3 separate regions of the Sus scrofa genome follow, and regions 2 and 3 are each linked to region 1. A link is a contact called in public Hi-C data. All regions are on one chromosome and are shown on one strand. Each heading gives the region's core, a stretch centred on a gene start, on an enhancer-like site or on the middle of the called end of the contact. The rest is flanking DNA. Distances are from core to core; before and after follow the strand shown.

Region 1 (4,209 bases), core at 1,121-3,620:
ATCCGACTAGGAACCATGAGGTTGCAGGTTCGATCCCTGGCCTTGCTCAGTGGGTTCAGGATCCGCCATTGCCATGAGCTGTGGTGTAGGCTCGGATCCCGTGTTGCTGTGGCTGTGGTGTAGGCCTGCGGCTACAGCTCCGATGAGACCCCTAGCCTGGGAACCTCCATATGCTGCAGGTGCGGACCTAGAGAAGACAAAAAGACAAAAAAAAAAAAAACCAAAAAAAAAAACCCAAACAAAAAACCAACCAACCAACCAACCAACCAACCAGAGTATCTGCATTTCCCCAGAAGGTTCCTTAGTCAAACAGTTTCTTGAAATACTACCCAGGCACCTGAACTCTTACCCCACAGTTCTGGGCAGCTCAGCATTTATGCTTTTTTTCTCAGAGACATTTCCAAACTTAACTGGCTTGGAAACATCCTCTTCAGCCTCCATCGATGGAATAAAAACAGGCCAGAAAAGAGCAAAGGCTCGAATGGAAGGCAACCAGATTTCAGTCTGTAACCTCTGGGATGTAGGTCGGCAAGAAAATGAGCTGATCTGCTCTCAAACCTCCCATCAGCAGCGTCACCTCATAAAAAGCAAGCGCACAGGGTGCCGTCTTAATACCTGCGGTCAGGCCTGTGAGGCCTGCTTTGGTACTTGCAGTCCTAACTCCGGCCAAAGCAACAGAGGCCAAAAAGGCTTTGGGGAATCTTTAAGCTGGGTGGGGGAGAGTCCTGCCCCCCTCCCCAAATCTGCTTCACCAACTGCTTTACTTCCAACTGTGGGCTGATTTCCATTAATCACACTTGGCCCTAAGTACCCTGGAACAGCCTTTCAGGAATTTTAAGGGGCTCCTGACAAAGCAGGTCCCTGAGACCAAACAATAGTGGTCTCCAGGAAAAGCCTGGATGCGGAAGGGACGTGTCCACCCTCACTCCTGGCCTTCCTGGAGACCCAGGTTCCAGGCCTGCTTGTGATCTCCCCAGGTAGGAACCCGAGTTCCTCCACTAAATAGATTTTCCTTTTGTTGTCACATTAATTTGCAACTCATTAATAGTGACAGAAGTGAGGTACTGCACCGATGTCATTTGCATATTCATGAGTGACTTATTATTAAACAAATAAGATTTTCCTATCTTCGTGAGCACCCAAAGTAAGGCTGAACAGTACATTACACCGGCCCTGATGCTTTATTCTCTCTTTAATATGTTAATAGATGCAGTTGATTTCTTTAAGTAAATACGCATCTATAAAACAACACGTACTTTATAAAAAAGAAATCATTTAAATAATAATCCATTAGCAAAGTTGGCAACAATTTAAGAGGAACAACCCATTAATACCAACGCGTGAGAATCAATTTGCGAATTTTAACTCGGCTGGGTGGTGGGTTGCGGACGATCGAGGAGGAGGACGTGCGAGAGTGTGTGCGCGCTTAAAAAAATATTGTAATGAGTTTCCGAAGACGAGCACTCGAATCCTTCGCATCTTTCGGGTGCCGGCTCCCAGTAGGTCGAAAACTGCCTGCGTCCTGGCCGGGATCAGCGTTTTTCCGGCATCCGCAGGGCAGTGGAAGGGTGATCTGAAAGCAGGCCGGAGCGCCACGTCGGCCGGGCAGCTCTCACTGTGCCCACGGGCCCCGCATGAGCACCGGGTTAAGGCGCGTGGAGGCGGGGCGGGGCCTGGGCTCCGGGCGAGACTCCCCTACGGGGCTGCGGCTGATGGCCTCCCCTCCGATCCACCCCCCCCTCCGGCACCGGTTTCGTCGTCATAGCCGGTTCTTTCCTGCCGGGGTCAGGGCGCGCTCCCCCCGCGGCGGCGCGGAGCGCGGGGCCAACCGCGCACCCTTATCTCGGCCGAGTCAGACACTCGCCGCGCGGAATCTGTTGACATTTACTATTGTTCGCAGGAGTCCGGAGCACGGGGCGGGGGCGGGCGGGCCGAGACAGCGAGAGGGAGGGCGGCGAGTGTGGGGCCTGCGGTCGGCCTGGGTGTGTGTTTGTCTGAGCTCGCGAAGGGTGAGGGTGGGGGTCGGGGGAATGCGCCGTCTCCACGGAGGACAAAAAGTGACTCGCGGGCCCGGAAGCTTCCAAGCCGGCTCACTGGCCCACGCCGGGAATTGAGGTGGTGGTGCTGGGGCGGGGGAAGCGGGGGGAGTGGTACACAAGAAGAAAGATGGGGCAGCCGGCGGTGAGGTCCGCGGATGGAGGGGGTCGGCTCCAGCCACACGGCCCCCAGTGACCTGCAGGACACAAGTGCATTTGTGCCGAGCCGTGGCGGGGATTAAAGTGCCATACGGCTCGAGCGAGGGGGGCGAGGCGGATGGAAAACAACTCCCCGCGCGCACAAAGCGCGCATTGTTCCAGCCACCTCCATTATGCCGCGCTGCAGCCAAGAGCCCGTTTCGCAACTGCCCGCCCGGCGCTCGCGCGTACACACACACACACACACACACAGCCTCGCAACACGCGCGCGCGCACACATACACACACACACACACCCTGGAATTCGCCCGGGCCGCGGCCAGGGGTGGGTGCGCTCCGCCGGGACTGGGAGAGGCCACTGGGGCGGAGGATGGGGGTTGGGAGAGGGGCTCGCAGGCGTCTTTTTCAGCTCGGCTGCTTGTCTATTCAGGGCTAGGCTTTTAAATGTCTTCTCTCCCTAATCGCCTCCCCGGCACTTCTCCTTTTCTCCGGTTCCTCGGGCCTGCCCCGAGCGCACCCCAGAACCTGGAGCTCCCCGAGAAAGGCGGCGACGGCGGGGGTTGGGGGTTAGGGAGGGAGCGCTCTCGGCCGCTGTCGCCCGGGGATCGCAGCCCCAGGCGCGCAGCGCTTGCCTGCTCTGCTGAGGACACGTGCTCGGGAGGAACCGGGGAAACGTCCCGCCTCCCTAGGAGAGGCTCCCGGAGCGCCCACATCCCGGGCTCTCCAGGACTTCCCCGGCCCCGGAGCGGGAGCTGCGGAACCCCACGCCGCACTGACGGGCCTGCCCGCAGGTGCGTGCCAAGTGGGACAGCTCGGCCGCCCCCACCCTCCCCAGGCCGGGGCCTGGGCCCTGTCCTCCGCCCTCTCCGGCCTTCACGGCACTGGATAGGCGCCTGGAGAGGAATTAAGACTTGCCAGCCTCTTAGGACCCTACCCTTTTCTCCCCTGGGAGCGGAGCGGGGGTGGGGATGGGGGGCAGGGAAGGAACCGAGACACCCCACTCGCCTCCCGTCGCGCCCTCCCTGGTGGGCAGGTGGGGAGCGTAGGAGCCCGAGCGCGGCGAGCCAGCGCGGTCTGGTTTCCTTTACGTTTACAAGCTATAAATAAACTTCCCCTTGGGCGGATGCGCGCTGCGTCCAAGGGTGGCTTCCCGCCGAATCCGGCGGGTGGTTTACGATCCCGGCCGGGAGCTGGTCCTAGCGCGGCCTGAGCCCCGGGTGGGGCGCTGGCTCGGGGAGAGCTCAGAGGTCGGCCAGGAGTGGCCGAGTGACCCTCCATCCCTTGCGGGCTTGGGGCGCCTCTGTGGTGTGGCTCGAGGGTGGGGCTGGGTGATTTATAAGCCGTCCCTTCTCCCTGCCGCTCCCATTTCACTTGTTTTCCTCGCCTTCTCCCGCTCAAACCCCATTCCCGAATCCTCGCCCCCAACCCTGCCCCGCGACGATTTGGTAATTGCCGGCTGCTGGAGCGCCAACGCAGGCCCCGGAGGCGCGCGTGTCCGCAGGGCGTGGGCGAGGCCCTCGGTGCTTTCACCCTCACGCCTCCGCCTGGGGCCGAGAGCTGGCCGGCTGAGCGGGACACGGCTGGGCGGCCGGGGGCGGCCTTGGCCGGAGAGGCGGGGAGGAAGGGCTGGCTGCACCACTCCGGAAACCGCGAGCCTCCCGGGTGGATCACTGACCCTCAAGGTCACGGGGCGCGGGGAAACCACCGCCCCGCGCCAGAGCTGAGGCCAACGCTCCCGTCGGAACTCCCCTGGAGGGTGGGCGGCTCCGCAAGGGAGCCCAGAGGACGAGATAGGAGACGTGACGCAGAGGCCGTCACGGGTCCCAACACTGCCCTCCACCAAAGGGGCGCCGTTTCACTCGACCTTGGCGACCACGCCGCGAAGTCGGGGGCCAGGCCTCCTCGAGTCCCCAGCACGCGCGCGTGTGTGTGTGTGTGTGGGGGGGGTGCTGGTGTACGTGCATGGGCCTATGGGGAGTCTCAGGGGAGTAGGGTGACTCTGGCAGCTGCTCTC
Region 2 (4,209 bases), core at 925-3,424, 210 kb before region 1:
GACTCAGGTTCGATCCCTGGCCTCACTCAATGGGTTAAGGATCCCGTGTTGCCATGAGCTGTGGTGTAAGTTACAGATGCAGCTCAGATCGTGAGTTGCTGTGCCTGTGGTGCAGGTCACAGACGTGGCTCAGATCTGGTGTTGCTGTGGGTGTGGCATAGGCTGATTTCCTAGCCTGGGATCCTCCGTATGCCGTGAGTGCAGCCATTAAAAAAAAGAAGAAGAAGAGGGGAGAGTGAGAGTCCAGCCATAAGAGGGTGAGCAGTTCTCACTGCCACCATGGACCGGGAGTGGGAAAGGCCTGGAGAGCATTCCTCAGCTGGGTGCCGGGCCTTCGGGTCAGATCCGTGGGTAGAACTGACCAGGGCCTCATTCAGCCAAGGCAGGCAGAAGCCAGGAGGGGCCGGGTTCCCACAGTCATCCCTGCGGGACCAGCTCACATCCGCATCTGTCTGCGTGTAGACAGGGCTGAGGGTAGGGGGCCTATCACAGGGGATGGCCCAGCCAGTGCCGAGAGTGGAGGTCCACCGAGATGATGATAGGCTGTAAACTTGGCCTTGTCTCCGCGCTATTGTCTTTGTTTCCCTGACCCCTGCTTTCCGAGTAAGGGGACCCTGGAAATAGAACCCAGGTCCAGAAAGGTATGTGTGCTCTGAGGCCAGCAGACCCAGGACGCTGCTGTGGTGGGAGAGGCCACGAGTGACAGGGCCATCGTTGTCCCAGCTAGAACGCAGAAGGAAGGAGGAACAGCTCTCTGTCGTCGGCGTGGAGGGGAGAAGAGCAGAAGGGGCCCAGAAGAAGAAGGCTGCTTTTCTCCCCTTTTTGCAGAAGACACTCAAGGACATCGTGCAGCGCCAGGGCAGGGGCGAGCTAGGGACAAGATGGAAAATAAGCTCGCTATCGGACTGTGATGGCGGGGCACAAACGTGGCTCAGCCATGCTTTGCGGGAGAAGCATGGATTTTGGAGTCAGACAGACCTGGTTCAAATCCCACCTATGCCATTCAACAGCCATGGGACCCTAGACAAGCCTTTATTTTTTTGTAGACTGTTCCATGAGCGTCCCCAGTAAGCCATGCTTCCCAATACGTGTGCCCTCGTGGTACCTCCCACGTCGACTCTGGGTTTGGGCCTCTGACTTTCTCCGGCCCATAAGGACATTGCCAAGCATGATATAAAGCAAAGGCTTGCCAAGTGCTTGCGTGCTGAGGCTTTTCCTCTTGGAACACTCCCTCCTGGAAGGCAATTGCCAAGCTCGGGAAAGCCCAAGCTAGCCTCGTGAGAGCTAGGAAGAGAACTGAGGCAGCCCAGCTAACAGCCAGCACCAAGACCCCAGGCATGGAGCTGTCCTCTTTGACCTCTCAGCCCAATCTAGCTGCCAACTGACTGTAGTCACAGGAGAGCTCCCCGCCCAGGAACCACCCACTTCATCCACAGAATCGTGAGACATTCTCATTCATTCACTAAAGTTTGGGAGGGTTGTTACGCTGTAATAAATAACTGAAATACCATTAACCTTTCTAAGCCTCACGCTAGGAAGTTTATAATATTTGTTGCCAAAATGGGGTGATAATATTTGTTGCCAAAAGCTATGAGAAAATTTAGGATGAGCATTTACTGAGCACCTGCTGTGTTTCAGGCACTGTCATAGATGCCACGCGTACGTCATTTACAGCATCTCATCTGCAGAGCACCTATCTCTGTGAAGTAAGCAAGCGCTGTTAGGCCTCTTTTCCAAGCAAGGAGGCTAAACTCAGAGGGGTTAAGTCATTTGCTCAAGGAGCTGGGGCCCCAACCCAGGTCTCCCTCGTTCTCATCACTACGGCCCAGCAGGACTTCCCTGGCACCAGGGAATGAATGACCTTCTAGGAAGGCACCAACCCTTCCTGTATTTCAAGAACTTTGTCTCTGTCAGGATGTTGGAGGAGGGACACGGGGGCATACTCACAAGGCCAGCATCAAGTCCAAGTGCCCTTGAGGACGGGTTGGCGGGGCTCCTTTCGGTGGTCAGTCCTGTGCCCTTGGCGCTGCTTCCTCAGTGAGCCCTGGGTCACAAGGGACGACGGAACTCAGAGCAAATCCACTTTCACTTCTAGGAAAACAGCTATTGGGGAGTCAGCGGCATCACAGTCGCAGCCAAAAGGCAGCTTGTTTCTCAAGAAGCAGGAAGCACCCGGGCCACAAGGGCCCTGCCCCCATCGCTGGAGGGCCTCGAGAAGCCAGAAGCCGGCCCATCGGTCCCTCTGAGAGACAGCCCCCCTTGACACACACACACACACACACACACAAAACCACAGGGGAGGGGGCAGCTGCGGGGATCTGGCTCACAGTGGGGTGGGGCACGAGCAGAGGGCCCCGCTGGCCCAAGCAGCCTCTGCTGGGAAGCTCCCATCCGCCTAAGAACTGCTGAGTGATGCCAAAGAGGATGACAGTGGGACACTTCTTCGCCCTCACCCCAAGCTGACAGCATCACTCTCCACCCCAGAGGCCCAGGAACAACCTTGTCCTGGGGGGTTAGGGAACCCCCAGCTGAAAAATCCCCATGCCCTCCCCTTTCCTCGATTCCTCCCACCCCTTGCCCATCTGGCCTTCACCGGGTCCTTTTCGGCACCACTCACACAGCATGCGAGGTGCAAAAACACCTGATCTTAAAGTATATTGCTAGGGGTTCCTGCTGTGGTGCAGTGTGTTAAGAATCTGACCACAGGGGTTCCCATTGTGGTGCTGTGGAAATGAATCCAACTGAGATCCATGAGGTTGCAGGTTCGATCTCTGGCCTCACTCCGTGGGTTAAGGATCCAGCGTGGCCATGAGCTGTGGTGTAGGTCGCAGGTGCAGCTCGGTTCCTGCACTGCTGTGGCTGTGGCCGGCCGCTGTAGCTCTGATTCGACCCCTAGCCTGGGAACCTCCATATGCCACCAGTGCGGCCCTAAAAAGACACACACACAAAAAGAATCTGACCACAGTAGCTTGGGTGGCTGCAGGGATGTGGGTTCGATCCCCAGCCTGGCGCACTGGGTTAAAGGATCTGGTATTGCCACAGCTGTGGTGTAGGTCACAACTGCAGCGCAGATTCAATCCCTGGCCTGGGAATTTCCATATGCGGCAGGCGCAGCCATAAAAATAAATAAATAAATAAAATAATAAAAGTATACTGCTAGAATAATCTCAACTTTGCCTAAAAATTACATATATTTGAAATTTTATATATATGTGTATATTTTCATAAGTATACAAAAATGAGTGGCAAGAACTATCTGAAAATGTTGATAATATTATCGCCAGCTGGTAAGATAAGGTTTATTTCTTCTTTGTATCTTTCCTTATCTCCAACTTCTCTACAAAAGGCACAACTGCTTTTAGAATCAGAAAATAAACTACATTATCTGTGCTGCTTTTCTTTTCTTTTTTTTTTTTTTTTTTCTTTTTGTCTTTTGTCTTTTTAGGGCCACACCTGCAGCATATGGAAGTTCCCAGGCTAGCGGGTCAAAGCGGAGCCACAGCCACAGCCACACTAGATCCAAGCCACGTCTGCAACCTACACCACGGCTCCTGCAATGCTGGATCCTTAACCCACTGAGCAAGGCCAGGGATTGAACCCACATCCTCATGGATACTAGTCGGGTTGGTTAATGCTGAGCCACAAGGGGAACTCCCTGTGCCACTTTTCAATGAATGTGTGTGGCCTGGAAAAGTGACACCTTAAAACTCTGCTCATGCAGCACCTTCATTATTGGTTCACACCTGGAGTATTAGCAGTGTCTCCGGACAACCAAGTCTTCACTCAGGGTAGAGATGGAACAGGAGCGGCCCCAATCCCAAAGCAAAAGGGGCCGGGCCCGTGAGGCCTAGCAGAAGGGGGCAGGATCCGTGAGCCTGGAGCCTGCCCTGTTAGTACCTAGAGCTGCTTCCAGTCCTCCTGTGGACTGGAGACCCCGAGCCCAAGGCATTGCAAGACTGGGCTGGCCAAGTTGCCAGAATGGAGGGCCATCCCTGCCTGTCCTGGGAGAGCAGGAAGCCCTGGGCTGGAAGTACAGTTCCAAGGCCTGGCTCACACACGCCACCTGGTTCACACTGGACCCCATCACTTAGAGCAAAAGCCCTACCTTGCAGGCTGAGTGTGAATGATAGGTGGTGAGGTGGCGCTTATACAGTGCTCAGCACAATTCCTGGCATACACTGGGCACTCAATAAATGCAGTTGTGATTAT
Region 3 (4,209 bases), core at 912-3,411, 150 kb after region 1:
TCGCCATGAGGCAGATGAGGAGCCAGAGACCTGGTGAGGTTAAACCACAGTAGACAGCCCTCACTGAGCTTTTTGAGTTTGTCTGTGATTCCCAGGCCAGCCTAGAATCGGTACTTGCTTTCCTTTGAAGCCTCAGAAGGCTGCGCGGCAGCGCCGCAAACATCATTTAATTTCCAAAATGGCCAGCATTGTAACCCGAGTGAGTGTCATTGCTGGTGATGCGGGAAGGAGCACCTTGACATTTCTGGTTTGTGATTTCAAGGATCCTCATGGAAGTTATTGCTTTCATCCCCCAGAGCACATAGACACTCAGAGAGGACCAGGAATACAAAGAAATAATCTGGAGACAGCCAACTTCGAAAACGGTAGGGCCACTTTAGATGAGAGCAAAGCCAATTTTTATTTTATTTTATTTTGGCCAAACTATATCTTGGGTTACTAAATAAAAGATCCCAGTATCGTACTATTTGCAAACAAAGACCCCCTAACCGTTTAAATGAGTATTCTGGGAGCTGTATTCTCTGCACAGTCACATGCACGGATGTGTGATACCAGTGTGCGCGCTTGTGAGCGTGTGTGTGCGCATGCCCGTGCCCGCACATACGCCTCTGTGACTTCAGACGTGGAGAGATATTTACACGCTCTATGCTATGCAAAAATATATGAATCATATGGGAATCTATTTAAAATATTGATATTTTCGGTGAAATCAACAGCGCACAATCATGTCACTGCACACACGAGATCTATTTTGAAGCCCTAGAGGGGGAACAGAGCCTCTTTCTCCTGAAGCGCTGCCTAGAATCCCAGAATCGGCAACTCGCTACAATAAGCCGGAACGCCCAGAAACTACACTTGAACTAATGCCTAAAACCTGACGGAGACATACTTCATAGTTAATCTGGTTACTCGGGGTTTATTTCACAGTCAGAAGTTCTTATGATGGAAGGGGCTCCCGCTGGCTTCTCCCAGACACATGACTGAATTAATGAATGAATGAATTCAACTTACCAGAGCAGATTTAAACTGCTTACTGAAACAAAATCTCATCATTTTTCTTCCTTCCGTTTTCTTTCAAAAGATAAATACGAGCCTCATATGGATGCTGTAAGAGTCATTAATCCTTGATAACCGACTGTTTTATCTTTTGATTAAAAAAAGGCAGGCTGACTGACAGTGAGCTTACAACAGCAGGCTCATTAACAAGCCGGGTTCAGATGTGGCCTGGCAAATAAACACCCCGCATTCCATTAACCAGGCAGCACCCAGGAGCTAAGGCCTCCGTGCTCCAGGCTTAAAATGCCAGGGACAGGTAAACCGGCTTTGTCTTGCTGAACCAGCAGAAAGCGCTCAAGTTTTTTTTTTTTTTTTCTTTTTCTTTTTCAAAATGAGCGCTTTCTGCGATACTACCTGGTTGTCAAATTTTAATGGGCGCTTGTTAACAGGGACTCTGAAATATTGTGGATGTATTTGACGGTCAGCAGCTTTCTGGGGGCCCGCAGTAGGGGCTGAGCCCAGTGTATTTTAATGGGTGCCTCGCAAGCCCCGGGCGAGGGCTGCTTAAGGTGGTCCTTGGAGGTGTCCAGCCGCAGGGAGATTCGGGGCCTCCGGAGCCCAGGGTGGAAGATTGCTAGGCTCCAGGAGGGTGTGGGAGTGAGGATCCCGCAGGCTGAATTTCCTTAATATGCTAAACCCAGGTCCGGGGTGGGGGTGGGGGGTTAGCCCATCGGGCCCTCAGAGCCGCCACCGTTTACAACGCATCTCTTTTAAAGACAGATGAGGGTGCGGGTGGGAGATGGCTTTTCCCTCCCTTCCTCCCCTCTTCTTCCTCTCCCTCCTCCCTTTCCTGTTCTCCCCTCCGTTTCCTCTTCTTCCCCTGCTTCTTCCTCTGCCCCGTCCCCCCTCCTCCCCTCCCTCCCCCCTCCTCCCCTCCCCTCCCCCTCCTCCCCATCTCTCCTCCTTCTCACTCCCTCTCCCCCTCTCCTCCTCCCCTTCCTCTCCCCCCTCCTCCCCCTTCCCCCTCCTCTTTTTCCTCCCCTCCCCTTCCTCGCTTCAGCTTCTCTTCCCTCCCCCTCCTCCCAGTCTCCTCTCCCCTGCCTCCTCCTCCTCTTCCTCCTCGCCTCCTCCCGGCTTTCTCTCTCTCCTCCCCCTCTTTTCAGTCCAAGTCTCAGGGTGTCCACATGTCCCCTGTTGCTAGTGAAATGCCACTTCTCCAGCAGACTCCAGCTTGCCTGCCCGCTCCTCCCTCAGCCCCCCACCCCACCCCCACAAGCTAAGTTTGCTCGCCTGGTGGTCCGGGAAGCGAGATGGCTTCTTGGCACTTTGATCTGTGGCTGGGTCATAACACTGGGACTTAAGGGCTTCAGGGAAGGGAGGTTTAACTACCAGGGAGGAGGCAGCACAGCCCGCTGAGGGTGCAGCTGGCCCTGGGTCCCAGCTCAGAACACCAGATGCCGGGTCGTTCAGAGCAGGGGTCTTTCCCTGGTTAGTGAGAATCACTGTTTTCAAAGAAGGCCTCAAAATCAAGTTCTTGCAGGGAGCCTGGGCCTGGCAGAGTGTGTATGTGGTGTGTGTGCGTGTGGTGTGTGTGCGTGCATGCGTGCAGGGAGTGGTGTGTGTGCGAGTGCACTCACGTGTGCGCCCACCACGCTCTCGCGTCCCTGGAGACAAGGAATGAAATGAAATGCGGTGGTGGGGGAGGAAGGCGACGCTCTGCCTAGAACCGCTGGGCACCATCGTGCGTTCAGAAGAGGCAAGAGTGCTTTGCCAGTGGAAAGCTTATTTTGCCCAGCAGGACCAAAAATCCAATTAAAGAAAGAATGAGGGAAATGTGAAGTCTGGACGGAGCGCTGGCACCTCCCTGGCCGACTTCCTTGGCAGGGATCTCTGCGGAGGGGAAGGCCAATGATGGCTCTGGGGATGGCCGACCAGAGAGGCTCCCACGCGCCATAGCCAAACACAGGGGCAGCTGCCAGCGGCCGGCCCCGCCTGTCCCCACTGCCCAGCGCCACGGCCTCCCGAGAAGACCCGCCGGTGGTCCTCGGTGGCGTGGGGAGCTGGGCCGCCTGGCAGCAGTGGGAGCGCCACCCCAGCCCCGGCGGCTCTCGGGCCATTGGAGCCACCCACCCGCCCGCGCCTATTGACATCGGTGAGAATCACACAGGCAGATTAAAGGCAGCATATGGCCCCCCAACTGGAAGCCAGCGGAGCTGAACCAACACTGGCAAATTGTGTTCAAACCGCATTGAGAATCCTGGCAGCTGCACCTGGCATGGGGAGCAGCCGGCGACCTGCATACAAAGGGAGTTTTATACGCAGGGGGCGGTGGCGGCAGCGGCATTGCCACCCCCTCCCTCCCGCAGCCCACTCTCTCCTCCCCCTCCATCCGGATCTGGGCATCAGCTCTGGGAGGCGGAGAGTTATTTGTCCAGGTTTCTGAACCTGGAGAAGGGAGGCCGGGAGAGGAGCTCCTATTTAGCGCTTCAAAGCCAGGGTGATGGATCAGGGCCCTCTACTGCCCCCCACCCTGTACCTACGTGCCCCTCCCCAATTTAACAATGGCTGAGTCCCCTGGCCGTGAGAAAGCATGGAGCCCACAGGGGACAGCAGGAGGCCTGCAGCCTTCCCAGCCCGACCCAGAAGGAAAAGGTGGCAGTTCATCCTTCCCAGCCTCTGTGGGACAGCCCAGGGGAGGGAGCCTCCAACTGTCCCCCAGCGCCAGGGTGACATCGCTTGTCTCCCTCCCTCGATCTCTAAGTAAGAATCGGGAGGCAGAGATTTTTTTCGTTATCTCGCGAAAGAGCAGGAAAACACTATGTCCCTGATCTAGAGGAATAAATAAGGCGTGTGACAGAGTTGGGCGGGGGTGGGGGGTGGGGAGACCAATGAACTTGCAATAAACCAACTGAACAGGTGGGGGCAGCGTTTGCTGAGTCATCATGCAAAACGGGCTGGGTCCCAGCCCCTGGGCCATCTGGAGTGTGCTGCAGGGTCAGCACAGGATGACTCAGCATCCCTAGCCTGGGAACTTCCATACATCGTGGGTGCGGAAAAAAAAAAAATCCCCTTTGGTTCCTCCTCCTTCCCCCGGGATTGGCATCTGGTGGAGTGGGGGCAGGGGAGGTCCAGGGAAGGAAAAAATTAAAATTCTTTCACTCACATGGCTTCTGCACTTTGGAGAGAGGGTCTATGGGACCATGATTTGACCTG

What was found. Hi-C and Micro-C count contacts between places; a contact is called where the count stands out from the background.
Region 2: a Hi-C map of retroperitoneal adipose tissue shows a contact between it and region 1, with 1.7 times the contacts expected there. The contact joins two enhancer-like sites. A contact is called at or near these places in 2 of 47 Hi-C or Micro-C datasets (embryonic fibroblasts and retroperitoneal adipose tissue) and 1 of 2 datasets of contacts at active chromatin or transcription factors (skeletal muscle).
Region 3: a contact with region 1 is called in a Hi-C map of epiblast stem cells, with 2.2 times the contacts expected there. The contact joins two enhancer-like sites. A contact is called at or near these places in 2 of 47 Hi-C or Micro-C datasets (embryonic fibroblasts and epiblast stem cells) and 1 of 2 datasets of contacts at active chromatin or transcription factors (skeletal muscle).

Annotation. Positions count from the first base shown.
Region 1 is chrX:35,739,647-35,743,855 of Sscrofa11.1, reverse strand. No RefSeq gene overlaps it. Among named protein-coding and RNA genes, the nearest start is that of BCOR, 150 kb to the left of the region's middle. Within about 2 kb of position 2,370, at least 48 of the 83 cell types and tissues checked have an H3K27ac peak or open chromatin away from gene starts, as enhancers often do. A contact at or near this core is called in epiblast stem cells, retroperitoneal adipose tissue and skeletal muscle, where this site is marked.
Region 2 is chrX:35,951,631-35,955,839 of Sscrofa11.1, reverse strand. LOC110257747 (a long non-coding RNA gene) reads right to left here. Exons shown (of 3, transcript XR_002340692.1): 2 at 1,948-2,044. Among named protein-coding and RNA genes, the nearest start is that of BCOR, 63 kb to the right of the region's middle. Within about 2 kb of position 2,174, at least 7 of the 83 cell types and tissues checked have an H3K27ac peak or open chromatin away from gene starts, as enhancers often do. A contact at or near this core is called in retroperitoneal adipose tissue, where this site is marked.
Region 3 is chrX:35,585,438-35,589,646 of Sscrofa11.1, reverse strand. No RefSeq gene overlaps it. Among named protein-coding and RNA genes, the nearest start is that of BCOR, 300 kb to the left of the region's middle. Within about 2 kb of position 2,161, at least 5 of the 83 cell types and tissues checked have an H3K27ac peak or open chromatin away from gene starts, as enhancers often do. A contact at or near this core is called in epiblast stem cells and skeletal muscle, where this site is marked.